Regions from separate parts of the Macaca mulatta genome. Here region 2 is linked to region 1. The links are chromatin contacts, called in public Hi-C maps. All regions are on one chromosome and are shown on one strand. Each heading gives the region's core, a stretch centred on a gene start, on an enhancer-like site or on the middle of the called end of the contact. The rest is flanking DNA. Distances are from core to core; before and after follow the strand shown. Region 1 holds the start of ZNF608 (zinc finger protein 608). Region 2 overlaps LOC106998921 (a long non-coding RNA gene).

Region 1 (7,710 bases), core at 3,007-5,506:
GCAAAGACCTTCTAGTGTTTGTGTAGGTGTTTCATAAGTCATCAACTATATTGCCTAGAAACCAGGGCAGGACACCTGCCCGCTGCCTTGAGGCCATCCTGTTCATGAGCAAACCCAGAGAGATAAGAATCTTTCTCCATAATCCTCTGGGATAGCCAGTAAGTTTCTCATTATGTCTAAATTAAGTTCCTTTTCCTATAAATTAACCCCTTTTCCATGTAGGTTTTATTTTTTATAACTTTGTTTTCCACTTTTTCCCTTGATCCTAAGTAGATCTCAAGTGTCAATGTTGGCATAAATATAGAAAAGGTAGGCTTAGGAATAGACTCCCTTACAAATACACAAAAACTGGAGAAATAGATATATATTTAGACATGTTCTCATTCTGTTGCCCAGGCTGGAATACAGTGTTACGATGCAGCCTCCAACTCCTGGCCGTTAATGATCCTCCCACCTCAACCTCCAGAGTAGCTAGGACTATAGGCATGTACTACCACACCTGGCTAGGTTTTTAAAAATTTTCTGCAGCTGGGCACAGTAGCTCACACCTGTAATCCCAGCCCATTGGGAGGCTGAGGCGGGAGGATCATGAGGTCAGGAATTCGAGATCAGCCTTATCAACATGGTGAAACCCCGTCTCTACTAAAATACAAAAATTAGCCAAGCGTGGTGGCACACGCCTGTAATTTCAGCTACTCAGGAGGCGGAGGCAGAAGAATCGCTTGAACCCGGGAGGTGGAGGTTGCAGTGAGCTGAGATCATGCCACAGCACTCCAGCCTGGGCGACAGAGCGAGACTCCAGCTCAAAAGGAAAAAAAAAAAAAAGAATTTTCTAGAGACAGGGTTTCACTATGCTAAGCAGGCTGGTCTTGAATTTCTGGCTTCAAGCAATCCTCCAGCCTCAGCCTCCCAAAGTGCTGGGATTACAAGCATGAGGCCTAGCCCAAGAAATAATCTTTGATCTTTAAGAATATACCCTAAATCAGAGGAAATAGGCACCAAAGAAAGATCACCATATTTTCCTGTGTTATTGCTAGAAGCCCCTGGCCTCCTCAGCATCGAGATCTTCTGTCTTTAAAAAAGGAGGAAAGGGACCTTTTGATGACCTTAACAATGATCTATAAGCAGAGTTGATCTTGAGATCCAAGGAGGGGACAGTGGAGGTTGTTGGAGGTGGGATGGTCTTTTTTTTTTTTTTTTTGAGATGGAGTTTTGCTCTTGTTGCCCAGGCTGGAGTGCAATGGCCCGATCTCGGCTTGCTGCAACCTCCGCCTCCTGGGTTCAAGCGATTCTCCTGCCTCAGCCTCCTGAGTAGCTGGGATTACAGACATGCACCACCACGCCCGGCTAATTGTGTATTTTTAGTAGAGACGGGGTTTTCTCCATGTTGGTCAGGCTGGTCTCCCGAACTCAGGTGATCTGCCCACCTCGGCCTCCCAAAGAGCTGGATGATACTTTTTAAATGCCCTTTTACACTATCCTCATGCTTCTTCCACCCTCTGTTCCAAATACTCATTTCCAGACATCTCCTCCTTTCTAACACATCTCTGAGTAGACACTAAGGTGTAAAATTACATAGTGAGCATATTATACAGTAGTGCATTGCTATTATGAAGTATATGCATGTGGATATTAGAATGCAGATAAATAGGTTCCTAGTTACCTTGATGAGAGATTAAGATAACATTTTCGTCTCTATAAATACAGAAAACTCCCCAATTTTGTGAGAAGAGTAGCTCTGATTTTCAAAGCTGGTAGTTAATTGTCTTAGTTTCAGTCACCAATTAGGTGATGGTCCTCTGATGCCTCTTGATTGGCCTCTTTGTCAAACAAAACAAAACAAAACAAACACAAGAAAAGCCAGTCTGACAACACTGGTTTATTCAAAAGTCTCCTGGAAGAACCTGGGAGGAAGGAGGTGGGGGTGGGGTGTAAATGGAGTGTGGAGATGTTGGAATGGAAGGAAATACTTCAATTTGTCAAAATGGTTTGGGTTAAATTATGTGGTCGGGTCAGGCCTAAGCCTTCATCTTTGGCCAGTAGGGTTTCTCAGAAAGGTTTAAGGTTTGGGTTTAAGTGTTGAAGCTAGGGTTAGATTAGATTATTTGATTATTAGGAACCCTAAACTTTGGTTTTAGTTAGACTTCATCTGTGCTGCAGACGCTGTAATTTGTTTTGTATTGGAGGAACTGCAATCTTCTCCAGCTTCACTAGGTCTCATTTTTAAATGTCCCATTCTTTTAAGAACTAACTATTGATTTTTCTAAACTAATATAACATATGGGGTAGGCATGGGCTTCCAAAGGCTGAGATGTAGATGGCACCCCAGGGACACAGGAAGTGCCCAAGAGTGATCTGGTCCTTTGAGAAATCACTCTTTTAAAAGAAGAAAAGTCAAAAAACAGTATGGTGCTGTATTCTTATCAATGGGGCATACACAAATGTAAAATCTGTACATTCAAACATATATAACAAATCTCAAAGCTAAAACGGATCCCTAATTTGCCCATTTTATTTGTTAAAGTACAGCTTTGATTTGAATACAAATTGACTTAGGGAGAGCTAAGGACTATTACAGATTGCATTCCTCTGGTTTATATATCCCAATAAAGGGTGGAAACTGCTGTTTATAACTATTTGCAGCCTCAAATCTAGTTCATTTATGGTAGTGAAACAGCTAATTGGCAATTTTTTATAGACTAAATATACTGAAAGCTCAAACATGAGTCAATAGCCATTATTTAAAATATGTGACATAAATATTTTTATTGATCCACGAAGTCATCACTGAATATTTACATCAGAAGCTGTCTTCTGCTAGCACTCATTCACTTTATATGTGTCCATATGACTCAGTTAAGACACAATCTTAAATTGCAATTGTCATGTGGAAATTACAATTACAGTAGTACAGGATCTTTACAACTTGGGATCATGATGCTTTCAGTTTACAGTACCCTTTGACTTTAAAATGTCCATATTGTAGCTTCTAAAAATAATGAAGGTAACAATAAAAAAATTCAAAATTAAATGTACTCTAAAGGCTTAATATATGTAAATACATTAGCTTAAATATGTTAGCTGTTATAGTAAAACGCTAAACTTGTTATTTCATATTAACCTCTCTTATCCTGTGACCTGAGTCTCATTAACTTGGTTGCTGGCATTTGTCCTACAATAAATTGTAAAATATTTCTGTGTTTGTGGATTGTAGATGTAGCATTCAGAAGATTTATGACACCCGGTTCCCCAGCAGTAGGGTGAAAGATTTGGGGGAAGAGGAATTCTGACCATTCCACAGTTTAAATATGTGTACTGGAACTGTTCAACAGTTAATCTTCCTAGTATATTTAACTTTCACAAGTCAATTTTTAAAAAGATGAGGCTGGCCCGAGGTGTTACTATGATTAGCTAGGACCTTATTTTAATATTTTTTCTTTTTTGGCGTCAATAACACCAGGTGGAAAAGATTTGTTACTAATTCCAGGGAAGAATCATTCACATAGTGTTGGTTAAATGGTCGCCTGCATTCACACTTCAGTGCTTGTAGACCAGAGCCCTGGAAACAAAAGGGTTACTTGTTTCCCCACCATCGCCTTTACCCGCAGATCGATTTTTCTTATTTAATCAGCGAGTAAAAAGAGAGACACAGGGAAGAAAAAGAAAAAAAAAAAAAAAAAAAAAAATTGCAGGAAGGGCAAAGTGGTGGGGGGAGGGTTGAAAGCCAGAAGCTGCAATACAGAAAATCAGTCTTGGGAGTTGGACTGCGGAGTCCTTGGAACAAGGAAGGGAAGCCAGCAAAATGCTCGCAGTCATTTCCACACAGCCAGCCTCCCTTTTCTCCTCGCTACGCGCTAGTGGCTCATTTGGCTTCTCTCTGCCACCGAGCGATCACATACATTATTTCCCCCAAGATAACACAATCAAACTTGTATTTACCGACATCCTCTCCTCGCAGCCTGTTTGAGATTTGTTTTAATAAATAAGTGTTTTATGTGAATGATGTAGTAATTGAAACGGGCGCACCATTTTTTTCCCTTCTTACTGCGGGAGGTTCCTCAACCCCAATCTGGTTGGAAAATAAAACGCTTTGTCTCCACAACCACCCCCCACAGCACCCCCACCCGCTCTCAGTGTGTGTTTTATACGTGTGTATATCTCAACCCCCTACAGTAGCCAAGAGAAAGCAGCTAGCCAATGAGAGAGCCCAGTTTCATAAAAGCTGCTCTCTGATTGGCCCGATGCGAAAGGGCACTGGGAACAAAGAAAAGTCCCTTTCAGGTATAGAGGCTGAGAGCTTCTTTTGCTCCACTCCCCCTGTGTGTGTGTTGTGTTTCAGTCCTGATTTCAGTGTTGCAGAACAAGCTTGTTGTGTGTGTGCACCAGGGGGATTTTTGTTTTGCTTTTCTTAAATTTTAATTTTTGCTTTTATAAAACATACACAGGCCGGTCTGTGACATTTGATGGTCCATCTTCTTTAATAATAAATTTGTTGAAGAGATTATAATTTCCAAAATAAAGCGGCTGCAACCAAACACATTCAATGCAGTTAGAAGGAAAAGGTCAACTCCATCCAATACAGACCGTAAGTACGGTTGCGTGGTGTGTCTCTATATAGCACTTAGCGGGGACTTCATGCAGGGGAATGTGCGAGTTTTATGCATAGAAATGAGGAACTAGTTACAGGGTTTGGCTTTTGCATTTAGAACAACAACCCAAGAAGGGTGAATTTTATTCAGTGGAGGGTGAAGCATTTGTAACTTCACACAAATTAAGCTTGACTGGGCACTCGGGGTAACTTAGAGTAAATTAGCTTTTGGGCTCTAACCCAAAGGAGAATAAAAGTGACACAGTTACATATCCTGGTCTGCAGTGTCAATTCTCTAGCTCACCTTACTCCCTCCCTCTTCTGTCCTAGCTGGGCAGACCCTTCTCCCAAACCGATCCAGGAAAATGGGGGCAAGGGCAGAACAAGCCGATTTCTCTCTCCTGTCAGCTCCCAGTGCCCGATAATTTAAAATTAAACAAGGGAATAGTCACTCATTACGTGTAATGGTTATAATTACCATTCGCCATCTCCTTGAAAAAGCAAGCAACAAAAATACCATTAAGAGAAAAAATAAAAGCCCGACCCAACCCAAACAAACCCCCAAATAGTAACAATGGTGTGTTTATTACAGGACCAGGCTGGTGAGCAAGCAAAAGGTTTTTCTTTGTTTAATACATGAAGTGGGGGTCCCTAAAATCCAAGTAGCTCGGAGGTACCCTTCTCCCTCCCCCAGGCGTCCCCGTCCCTGGCCCCCTGGGAAAGCTGACAAATTGGAGATAAGTTGAAAGGTTTATAAAGTGTTTCTTTAAAACATCTGCTTTGCTCTTGTGCTCATTACATTTCACTCCTTCCGAACTTCGGAGATCCTAGATCTCCGAGAAATGTTTCACATTCATAACTTGTAGCTTCGCCCACTGCGGGGGGGCGGGGGGAGGAGGTTGGGGGAGTGTGTGCAGGGGGAGGGGAGAGACCTACAGCTTTTTTTTTTAAAGACCAGATCAGTATTTTCTTGATACGCTTGTCACCATTTTTGTTCTCACGACAACCAATTGAGCCCTTGATCCTCACGTGATGTGAAAGGCTTGCACTGTAACAAAATCGCTCCTTTTAGATGGTTGGTTGTTACTAACTCGCCCATCCCCCTCTCCCAGCCCCGACATTTCCAGCAAAGCGACTCTCCACTTCCAATCCATCAACAATTCATTACTGCTTTTAGCTTCCAAACGCCAGCTAATTAAAAATACTAAGCCAAGCTCCGGGGCCATCTGACTAAACACAGGAGGGGGTGGGTGAAGGGAGGAGGAGGAGAGAAAAAATAAATAAAAGGGAGACACACCGTTTGCTGCGAGTATCAGAGGGATAAACTCCCGAAAAAGGTCGCCTTAAAAAAAAAAAAAAAAAAAACCAACCAAAAACCTTTTTTTTGACTCTAATTATCGAATTACCACATGACTGATTGACCTGAGCGACAGAGGATTCCACTCCCCTCGGGAACTGTACTAGGAACTCAGTTCCTTTTTCTTAAAACAACGTAAGACAGGAAAACATCACATCCTTTAGGTTTCGAAGACTGAGCCCTTTTTAAACGCCGTTATTTTCCCCACCCCACCGCCCCCCGCCCCGAGCGAATGCTGTTATAACTGGTTTATCAGCTCACTGAATCATCTGCTCCCTCCTCCTCCACACCTTTCTTTTTCTCCTCTTGCCCAGTTTCTCATCCCACCCTTTCTTCCTCCTCCTCCTCCTCCTCCCTCTACTCCCCCCCTCCTTTTCTCTTAAGTTAGTTCAAGAAATCAAATCTGTCAGGACGGGCGGAAAAATGCCACTTCCCGACTAACAGGCGGAATCCAGCCCAGATTTTCAGTCCTTTCTTCTTATTCTTTCTTCCCTTTCACTAATTTATCCCGATGTTAGCACATTCTGTCTCGTTACTAGCGGACGCCTGTAGGTTTGCTACATGGGATCATTACTGATCACGGTGACTCTGAAGTCTGGAACTGAAGGCGGAATGAGAAGTTGGGAAAACTTTTTTCTCTAAACTCTCTGTTTTTTAAAAAACTATTATTCTCGATGCTTGTTAAGAGGAAAAAAAAACCTTTGGTGCTTCTGTTGTGAATGTGAAACATTATTTTCCAGCTGTACAGTGACACATTTTTTTAAGGAGAAAAGGACTGATTCGTTTGCCAAAAGGGGGGTGGGGAGGTGGAATAATGTTATCGAGTGATTATTCTGGCTGAGATGTGTTATTTGGTTTCTTCCTTCTTGATCATTTGGTGTTTAAGTAAAATGAGGCACAGGCTTGTTTGCCGAGTGGAGTGGGAAAGGCATTTTGATTTGCTGGCCTAATTAAAAAATGATAAAGGATTAAAAGGTAAGCAATGTCTGTGTGTGTGTATGTGTGTGTGTATGTATATTTATTTATTTTTTTCTTGACAATCAACTGTTAAAAAGGGGCTGATCCCTTTAAAAACCGTTTTAACTGCTCTTTGTCAAACACACACTCATTTGCGGTCATTGAGGCCACCTTGGCGCAGATCACTTAAAGTGTATGTCTTAATCAGTTTTCCGTACAGTCAGTAGCACCATATTTAACAGAGTGAGCAATTCTGTGACCTAGGAATACGGTAGAATTGTTTAAATGTATTTTTTTTCTCAAAAGGCAGATCTTTAACTTTTTATATAACACTGTCTTTTCTAGAGAGAAATGCTCTTAAAAGACATGTATTTTTTTTTTAAAAAAATCGTATAAGCTGTTGGGGAAAAGAGGATAGGAGGGAGGTATGTGTGTGTGTTGGGGGCAGTTATTGGTTGTTTTTTCTGTTCCTTACTAGGAACAAAAACCAGATCGCCCAGACAATTTGTAAAAAGAAGTACTGAAACCTAAAATTAGAAATAAGGAAATTTTAGCAACATTCTATTCTGAAAACTAGCCTCAGAACTTCCAGGGTCTGGTCTTCTAAATTGCAAGATCTAGGACATGTTTAGGGATGTTGAAAGCTGTGTTCTTCCTTCTTGTCTGAGTGTTCAGGCTGTGTTTCTGGGGTTGAGATATCACATGTGCCAGACAGAAATCCTAAAGTTTAAAAGAGAACACAAAAACCTTTCTGGACTTGAATCAGATCCTTAAGATAATTTAATGCTTTTAAAAAGGTGATTATCCT
Region 2 (7,710 bases), core at 1,352-3,851, 440 kb before region 1:
AGAGTATTCTTAACTTAGAAAAGCCAAGTCCAGATGTCCTGTGGCAGGAAAGAGTTTAATTTTTCCAGGAAACAAGGCCTCTGTGGCTAAAATTTAGTAATTGATGATGGCATTGATACAAAGTGAGTTTCAAGAAGTTTTGGTAGGAATCAAGTAATATCAGGCCTTGTAAGCAAGGTCAGCTTCATCACACAGGGTTCTATGCACTTGCTTTAATCTCTGCTGTTGCTGTCTTGGGATTGTTAATCATGTTTGAACAAAGGATATCTCATTTTTATTTTGCACCAAACTCTACAAATTATGTAGCTGGTCCTACTGGTAAATCATAGCAAGGATTTCAGTTTACACATTGTATGAGGGTGACTTTTTTTGTTTTTGTTTTTGTTTTTATTTTTCTCCTCTCACATTCCAGAAATCTGTAAGTACTCAGGCCAGGGTTAGTGTGCTCTCCGTGGTATCAGAACCCCCAATTCCTTCTATCCTGTCGTTCTGTGGTACAGGGCTTTCAATCCCAAGAACACCCTGGAGTATAAACTGACTGCTAGAGCTGCAGCCATTACAGCCTCTGTACAACTGTGCTCAAGAACATTGCCTAAATTACCATACCACTTCCACCTACATCCCATTGACCCATTCTAGAAAACAATCATGCCTAGCTGCAGGTGAGGCTGAGAAAGTCTTAATTCCAGGAAACCATGTGCCCAGCTAAAAACTGAGATTTCTTTTCCCATATGAAAAGGAGAAAGAGATGTTAAGGGACTATTGCCAGGTCTGCTATATACTCTCACATATTTCTTTGACTGAAATAATCATTCATTTATGTATTCATTCAACATTAATTCACCTAAAAATGTTATTGAGAGCCTATTTTGAGTCAGGCTGTATACCAGGGACTGAGGAGAGGAAGTTGATTAAGAGTTAGGTCTTACAGAATAATATAGTGGGAGGAAGAAAGATCACAGATAATTACAGTACATTGTCACAAGTACTGGAATAGACTGTCCAAAGAGAAGAGGCCATGAATAACTAACAGGAGATGCTGATAAAGCTACACACAAGAGGTAAGGCGAAATATGAATTTGGTTTTATAAGGATGCAGTAGGAGACAAGGGGAATGTACTTCCAATTTACACTTTCTATGGGAAATGTGATTTTGAAATAATATTTAGGATTTCTGCAGCTTTGTTACAGTTATTAGTCAGACTTGGTAAATAAAGCATGGCCCAGCTGATTGCTTGGTTAAATCATTTCATGATCAGTGTGGGTCCTCACACAACTATTTTGGCGGCAGCCATCAGAGCTGTTGCTAAAGAGATGTTGAAATGAATGGGTTGGCCATGTTGCAGCTCCGATCACCAGCAGATATAACCTCAGAGGCAAAGAAATATACCAGCTGACAGCAGAATCAGGCATTGCCTTTATAGACCATCCCTCTAGTCTCATACCCATCCAAATGACAAATCCCCCATCTGCTCTCAACCTGCCTCCTGGGCCAGTCGTATTGCATCCGAGGCCCTACAAGCCAGCAGCTTCCCGAATTGCCCTGGCATTACAGGAGGATGTCTTGCTCTGTGACACCCCATCCAACATTGGGAGAAAATTTCCATATTTAGTCATGCCTTGCTCATCTTTTCCAGCAAAGTTTATTTAAAAAAAAAAAAGGGTGAGATCTTTTGGAATCATGTTGAGCTTTGAAAAACAAAAGAATTCCTCAACTTGAAAAATAGAGATATGTTCAGATTTTTCAGACTCTTAAGATTCAATCTTCTGAAACTACAGCCATACCCCCACTGTGGGGATGGCGGTCACCATCACAATGGCAAGCCTCCTGTTCAGCTATTTTGTCCTGAAACAAAAAAAAGAGCTCTGTGATAAATCACATCTGCAAGATGTGTTTCATATGTCAAGCACACATAGCTTCTAAATCAAGTGCTGATACATGACTTATTCCGTCAAAAGTAAGCAGAATGCTGTAATTTATAATCATCTTGAAGCACACTGCGGAGAAAATGAAAGCAGACCATTAAATTTTAATGCCTGTTCAGCTCTCTGAAAGAGAGTGTTTCTGGCCACTCTGGAAGCAGGGTAGAGTTTCTCGCATCATTGTGCACACTCCCCAAAAACAGTTTGTGTTTGCCAACATTTGTGGAAACTAATTGAAAAAATGATTTAGCTGTTAAAAGGAGCCATTAGTCAGGAAGTTCTCATGAGCACAGAGGTACCTGCCGAGGAGCCAGTCCTGTCCAACGCCCCAGTCCCCCTTAGCTTTTTAACAATCGTCTGTTGTTGTGCAAGTCAGCTCCCTGCAGCAGGGCTGCGAGCAAATATTCATTGGGGTGTCATCTCTGCTTAGACTCTGCTCCTGCACACCTATTCATCTGGGTTAAGTGAACAGCAGCATCAGCTCAAATTAAGCTGGCTTGAAAACAGCCACTGTTAATAATTTCTGCTGTGATTCAACTTAGCTTTGGCTAACAGGTGAAGATGTTTCATAACGGAGGCAATTACAGCTCTGAGAGTGCTTTCCCGCTGCCTGTGTAATCAGAGGAATGGAACACTAGCTCCTCGCGTGCGTGGGGAAGGGCCAGCGCAGCCACCATTGGGCTGCATTCGTTATCTGCTAGATTGAACAAGCTGCCTGCCGGGGACAGATGCTTAGTGCAGTGATTAGAATATAAAGCAATTGCAAAGGCTGAGGGGATTGGAGTCAGCATCCTTTATCTCAACTTACTACAGGCTTTTCTGGTCAGATAACAAGTCTTCCAAACCGTTCTTTATAGACGAGAAATCATATGTATATCAATGCATGGACTCATGCATATTCATTAGTCTGTACCCTGTGTGAATTTTCCATTTAGATGGAGAATTGTTTAAAAAAAAGAAAAAAAAAAAAGGAAGGGAAAGTCTTCAATTCCATGTAAGTTTAGTTCCTTTTATAGCCAAATTTTTATGACAAAGAATAAATAGAGGCAATAAATGTTAAATCTGTACAATAAAAATGCTTGCCAAATTTCCTTCATTATTTTCTGAGATTGAAAAGCCCAATAGTTTTACAAATTTCCAGACAGCTTTCATATTTACGTTGAAAAAAGAGGAAGATAAGTGAAAACTTTATATAACCCTAGATTTTTACTTACTCTATAAGGAAAGAAAACTGAAATGTGTGGGTTTTGTTGCTGTCTACATTATAGAGATAGCATATTTCCATCTAGAGGGAAATCTATCATTCTAGCACAAAAGTACTTTTTCACGTCAACTGTGCATAACATCAAATTATAGCAAAAACATAGCTGTATACTTCCTAATTGTGGGAATTTTCATACGGTTTATTTCCAGCCAAACATTTTTCCTCTTCTGCTAAAAGAAAATCAAGCAGTCTAAATTGAATTTTTATACATTACAATTTCCTGAAATGTAGTTGTTAATGCCTTCTGATGTGCTTACAGGCATGAATCTTAAACTACCTTTCTCCCCCCAACCAAAGAACTAGGGAAACAAAAAAGACCCTTTCTGCTACTGGTATTAAATTTCCATCGTATACATTAATCTGCTTTCAGAGTATTTTCCTTCGGTATATTTTCCATAAAGGGCCTATAATAAAGTTCTTGGTAGGTTATGTTTAAAGAGCAATTGATTACAGATCTGTGTATCCCCCAGACTAAGCAAATTTTCTACAAACCACAGAAAAGTAGGGAGGGGTAGCTGGCGGTGGAGTAGGGGGGGGAGGAGAAGATGGGGGAGGGGTTAGCCACATGCTCACTTTTATTTAACAAATCTTTTAAGAGCTTGGAAATGGTTCTGATTTTGTAACAGCAAGGTTATACTAAGCAATTTATTTCCAGCTAGTTTTTTTTTTTTAATAGAGATTGTACTTTTCATCAATTATTTAATAGGCTTTGAGGTTGTGTGTGTGTAAACGTGTGTGCTTAAGAAGTTTTGGGGATACAGGAGTAAGCAAGAAAAAAAAAAAGGATAATAGAGTTTATAATTGCTAAACATATGATCCAAAGCTGTGTTTGAAATACCTGCTTAACAAGATAGCAAAGGACTTGTCTCTTTTAAAAGGTATTTCTTTCTTTCTTCATCCTTTAGAACCATCCATCTAGACTATCTTGGAATATTCTCAGCAAGAATCCACTGCCTACTGTATCTTCCCCTGACAATTACTGTTGCTCCTTACCCTTGAAGCTTTGAAAGCCTGTGTAACATTAGCCTATCTAGCCCAGTGAAAATGTCTTTACAGATTAGTGTAATGTTAATACTGCTGGCTCCCCGCTTTTGACCTGAAGTGGAATATATTGCACTGCTGGAGCAGATGGAATCAGAGTTTCACTGGGCCACAGAGATTGGCTGGCTGCCTGCCAAAAGTTCAGTGCTAGTGGCAGTGGAAGCTCCAGCTCAGAATAGCAGGCTTGAATCTATTCTCTGCTCTTGGAGAGAAAACAAAAGTGTCACATAAGTTTGTGTAGAATCAAAATACGTTGCTTAAGACTGTTCATCTGCAGATGTTTACCCAGCATTTGAAAAGTAATTGAATCTTTTGGTGTAAAATGGAGACATCTTTATTCACTTTTGCTGAAAGACATGAGACAAAAGCCAGAGCAAAGAATAAAAAAAGAAATTATCTGAACTCCATTTAACCTTCCAGTTGAATGCCGATCTCACCATAAGAATACAAATGTGTACTTGTAGAGTGTTTAAAGCCTGTCTCCTATTTTATGACTGCAAATAGATCTTAGTCTAAAATAATACATCAAATTCATAAATGGGGGGGAAATATAAGCTTGTATAGCCGAAGTGAAATAATTATCCAAATAGTTCCAAACCAGGATCTAAAACTGGGGATGTGGGGCGGGGAGATCCATTTCCTAACTTATCCATACTAGCTTTATTATTGACTGCATCATTCAGATAAATGTTCAAAATCCTTGCTGGATTTGTATGAACAGAAAAAGCATACACATATTTGAAAACATATCTTCCAAAATAGATTTGCCTGTTGATAACTGTCCTTTCACCTTGAACACTGGGAATATTGGTTAAAAACTTTAATAACAGCAGCTGAAAACTATGCTTGTCAGATTCAGCAAAATGAATAAATTATGGTGTTGTGTGGGGGGGTAGGGGGCTCCAATTTAAATTTGAATTTCAGATCAACAACTCATGATATTTTAGTATAAGAATGTCTCAAATATTGCATGGAATATGGGGTGTGCAAAATTTGAAATATACTTATATAAAATATTATTCATTTTTCATTTGAAAGCTGACTTAATTGGGAATCCTGCATTTTATCCGGCAACCCTGAAAGATGTACCCCTTATTGTCTTACTTCCTGAATGTACTAAGATGTCCTTTCCTTCACACACACAGATGCACACACACACACCCTAACTTTCAATTAACACAGAGGGTTTTTTTTTTTTAATATTTATTCATCAGGTTATCTCTAAGTTTATTTTAATCATATTTTCCTCTCAAGTACTGCCTTTCCACAGCAGTAAAACATATGCTGTTTGCTGCCTAAGTAGATGGGTAATGTAAGCTGTGATGTGGAGAGAATTCTTCTCTTATCCCTTCTCTCTGAGGGTGTAGTTACAGAAACATATATATGTGCTTTTATCTGTGATAAGAGCTACCATCTGCTAGCTGCAATGTGCACAGCTTACCGTCTGAAGTGCTTATACATATTATGAAAACACACAGCTTTTGTGTATGTTGAGAATACATATAGACAGTGTTCTAATAAACCAGAATATTAGCTGTTTGAATATGTCAAATCGATGCAAAATATATAACGATAATTATGGACAAGAATGATTAGAGCTGGCATGTTGCCATGTGTGTATTTATGCCAGTAGCATCTTTGGGATCTTTTAATATTGCATTATTTGCAACCTCTTCCTATGAGACAATTATTTTAGACAAATGGAATCTTTTCAATGAGGCAAGGCTTTTGCTTCATTCAAGGAGGAGAAGCTTCATGCCGGGGATACCAAATCCCCGGGATATGGGCTGCATGTATGTGAGCAACGGGAGAGACTGAGACTGCGCGACAGAACATATAAATCTGAGTTACTTTGACCTTTAATCCAGGAGAGCACGAAGAGAAATGCACTAGGAAGGTTGGTTTGTAGCTGTCTGGAGACTGATAAGCTGTAATAAAGGTGCACTCAGTTGCAATTCATCTAAAGCTTCCATTGCTATCATCCTCCTTTTTCGATTTTTGTTACCTTGAGTACTTATCTAAATCCCTTTCAATGCCAGCTTGAATGCACTTTGTGTTCTCTCCAACTGTGACTAGGGCTGTCTGTGTGCGTCCGTGTGCTGCAGCACACTCTCTTTCCCCTTGTTTGACAAGAACCAATGCCAACACCTAATTAAGGATAAGCCACAGAGCTCTCAGCTTTATCATTGTCAACTGCTCCATTCCTAGCTTTCTGCCTAGTTGAGTTTTTAATGACATGAGCAACAGTTCGGTTCAGCATTCCTCAGGCCTGTTCCAGATCTCAGGGACTAAATATGGCAAGCAGCAACAGCGGAAAGATGGTGGCCCTTTGTGCCCCATGTCCTGTGAACACTGGGGAAATAGGGCCACGCTGGCTTCCATGTGTTATCTGCCCACTCTGCACATGCAGGGCAGACATGCAGGGATGTCGGATGAAAAATTCACAGGATGTCTCTCTCAGAAGTTTTCCAAATCTTCCAGGCACTTAATTTATGAAGTCTCATCTGTTTCATATTACATTGTATTAAACATTCTAACTCAATTTTGCAAATGTAAGAGTTAATCAGTCCCTAAAACTCTGATGGAATCAGATTAAGATGCCTGTTACTTCCAAACAGCCAATTTACTGTATATTTTTAAAATAAAGTATGGCGTGTGTGTGTGTGTGTGTGTGTGTGTGTGTGTGTGTGTGTGTGAGAGAGAGAGAGAGAGAGAGAGAAAGAGAGAGAAACAGAGGAGCTTGTACCATGTTTTCCTCTATACTTTTCTATTATACTAGTAGAAGTGCAATCCTTTTCCTGGGAGGTGAGATTGTTAGTTTTAAATATGTGCATTTGCATTTCTCTTTGTTCTCTGACCTTGATGGAAGCTTAATGTTTTAAATGATCACAGAACTGTCACAAGGCATGGAGTTATCTCAAGACAATATCATTTGCTGAAAGATCATTGAAAGAAAAAATATCCAAATTGTGTGTATCACTAGTGTTGGTGTGATTTTCAACCATGTTAAAGGCACCAAGACTCAGTGGGGAAAAATTGATTATTTGTTTCATTTTCTATTGCTGCTTTGCTTCAGCTTTATGTTTTCTTTAAAATTACAAAACATTTTTTGTTCTGACTTCAATATCATCTCTTTTTTAAATTCACATGGATGCTTTGACTCCATTCAAACTTCCATTTTGTTTTGTTTTGTTTAACTTGTAGTTTTGGAGGTCAGGAGAAACAAGAACATCAGCATTTTATCTGCAGACATGGAGGGGTTGAAATATTCTTCCAAAAGAAGACAACATTAGTAAATGCGATTATTCAATAATTCTGTTTCACAGACTATTCCGGGTTGGTCCCTATGTGATCCATAATATGCTAGGTATAGAATGAATTTTAAAAAATGATAATTCCCACATGGTAGGAATTTAGAGTCCAATTAAAGATATAAAATATTTTATATCCAACATGTCTTTATGTGACTCTTTGGAAATAAT

Evidence for each region. A called contact is a pair of places that touch in the nucleus more often than the background predicts.
Region 2: a contact with region 1 is called in a Hi-C map of fetal cortex germinal zone, with 4 times the contacts expected there. The contact joins the enhancer-like site here to the promoter of ZNF608 in region 1. A contact is called at or near these places in 2 of 14 Hi-C or Micro-C datasets (fetal cortex germinal zone and fetal cortical plate).

The regions. Positions count from the first base shown.
Region 1 is chr6:133,675,433-133,683,142 of T2T-MMU8v2.0, reverse strand. It overlaps ZNF608 (zinc finger protein 608), which reads left to right and starts at 4,256. Exons shown (of 10, transcript XM_078004481.1): 1 at 4,256-4,585.
Region 2 is chr6:134,115,607-134,123,316 of T2T-MMU8v2.0, reverse strand. The region is part of intron 4 of LOC106998921 (a long non-coding RNA gene); the gene reads right to left. Among named protein-coding and RNA genes, the nearest start is that of ZNF608, 440 kb to the right of the region's middle. Within about 2 kb of position 2,601, at least 8 of the 40 cell types and tissues checked have an H3K27ac peak or open chromatin away from gene starts, as enhancers often do. A contact at or near this core is called in fetal cortex germinal zone and fetal cortical plate, where this site is marked.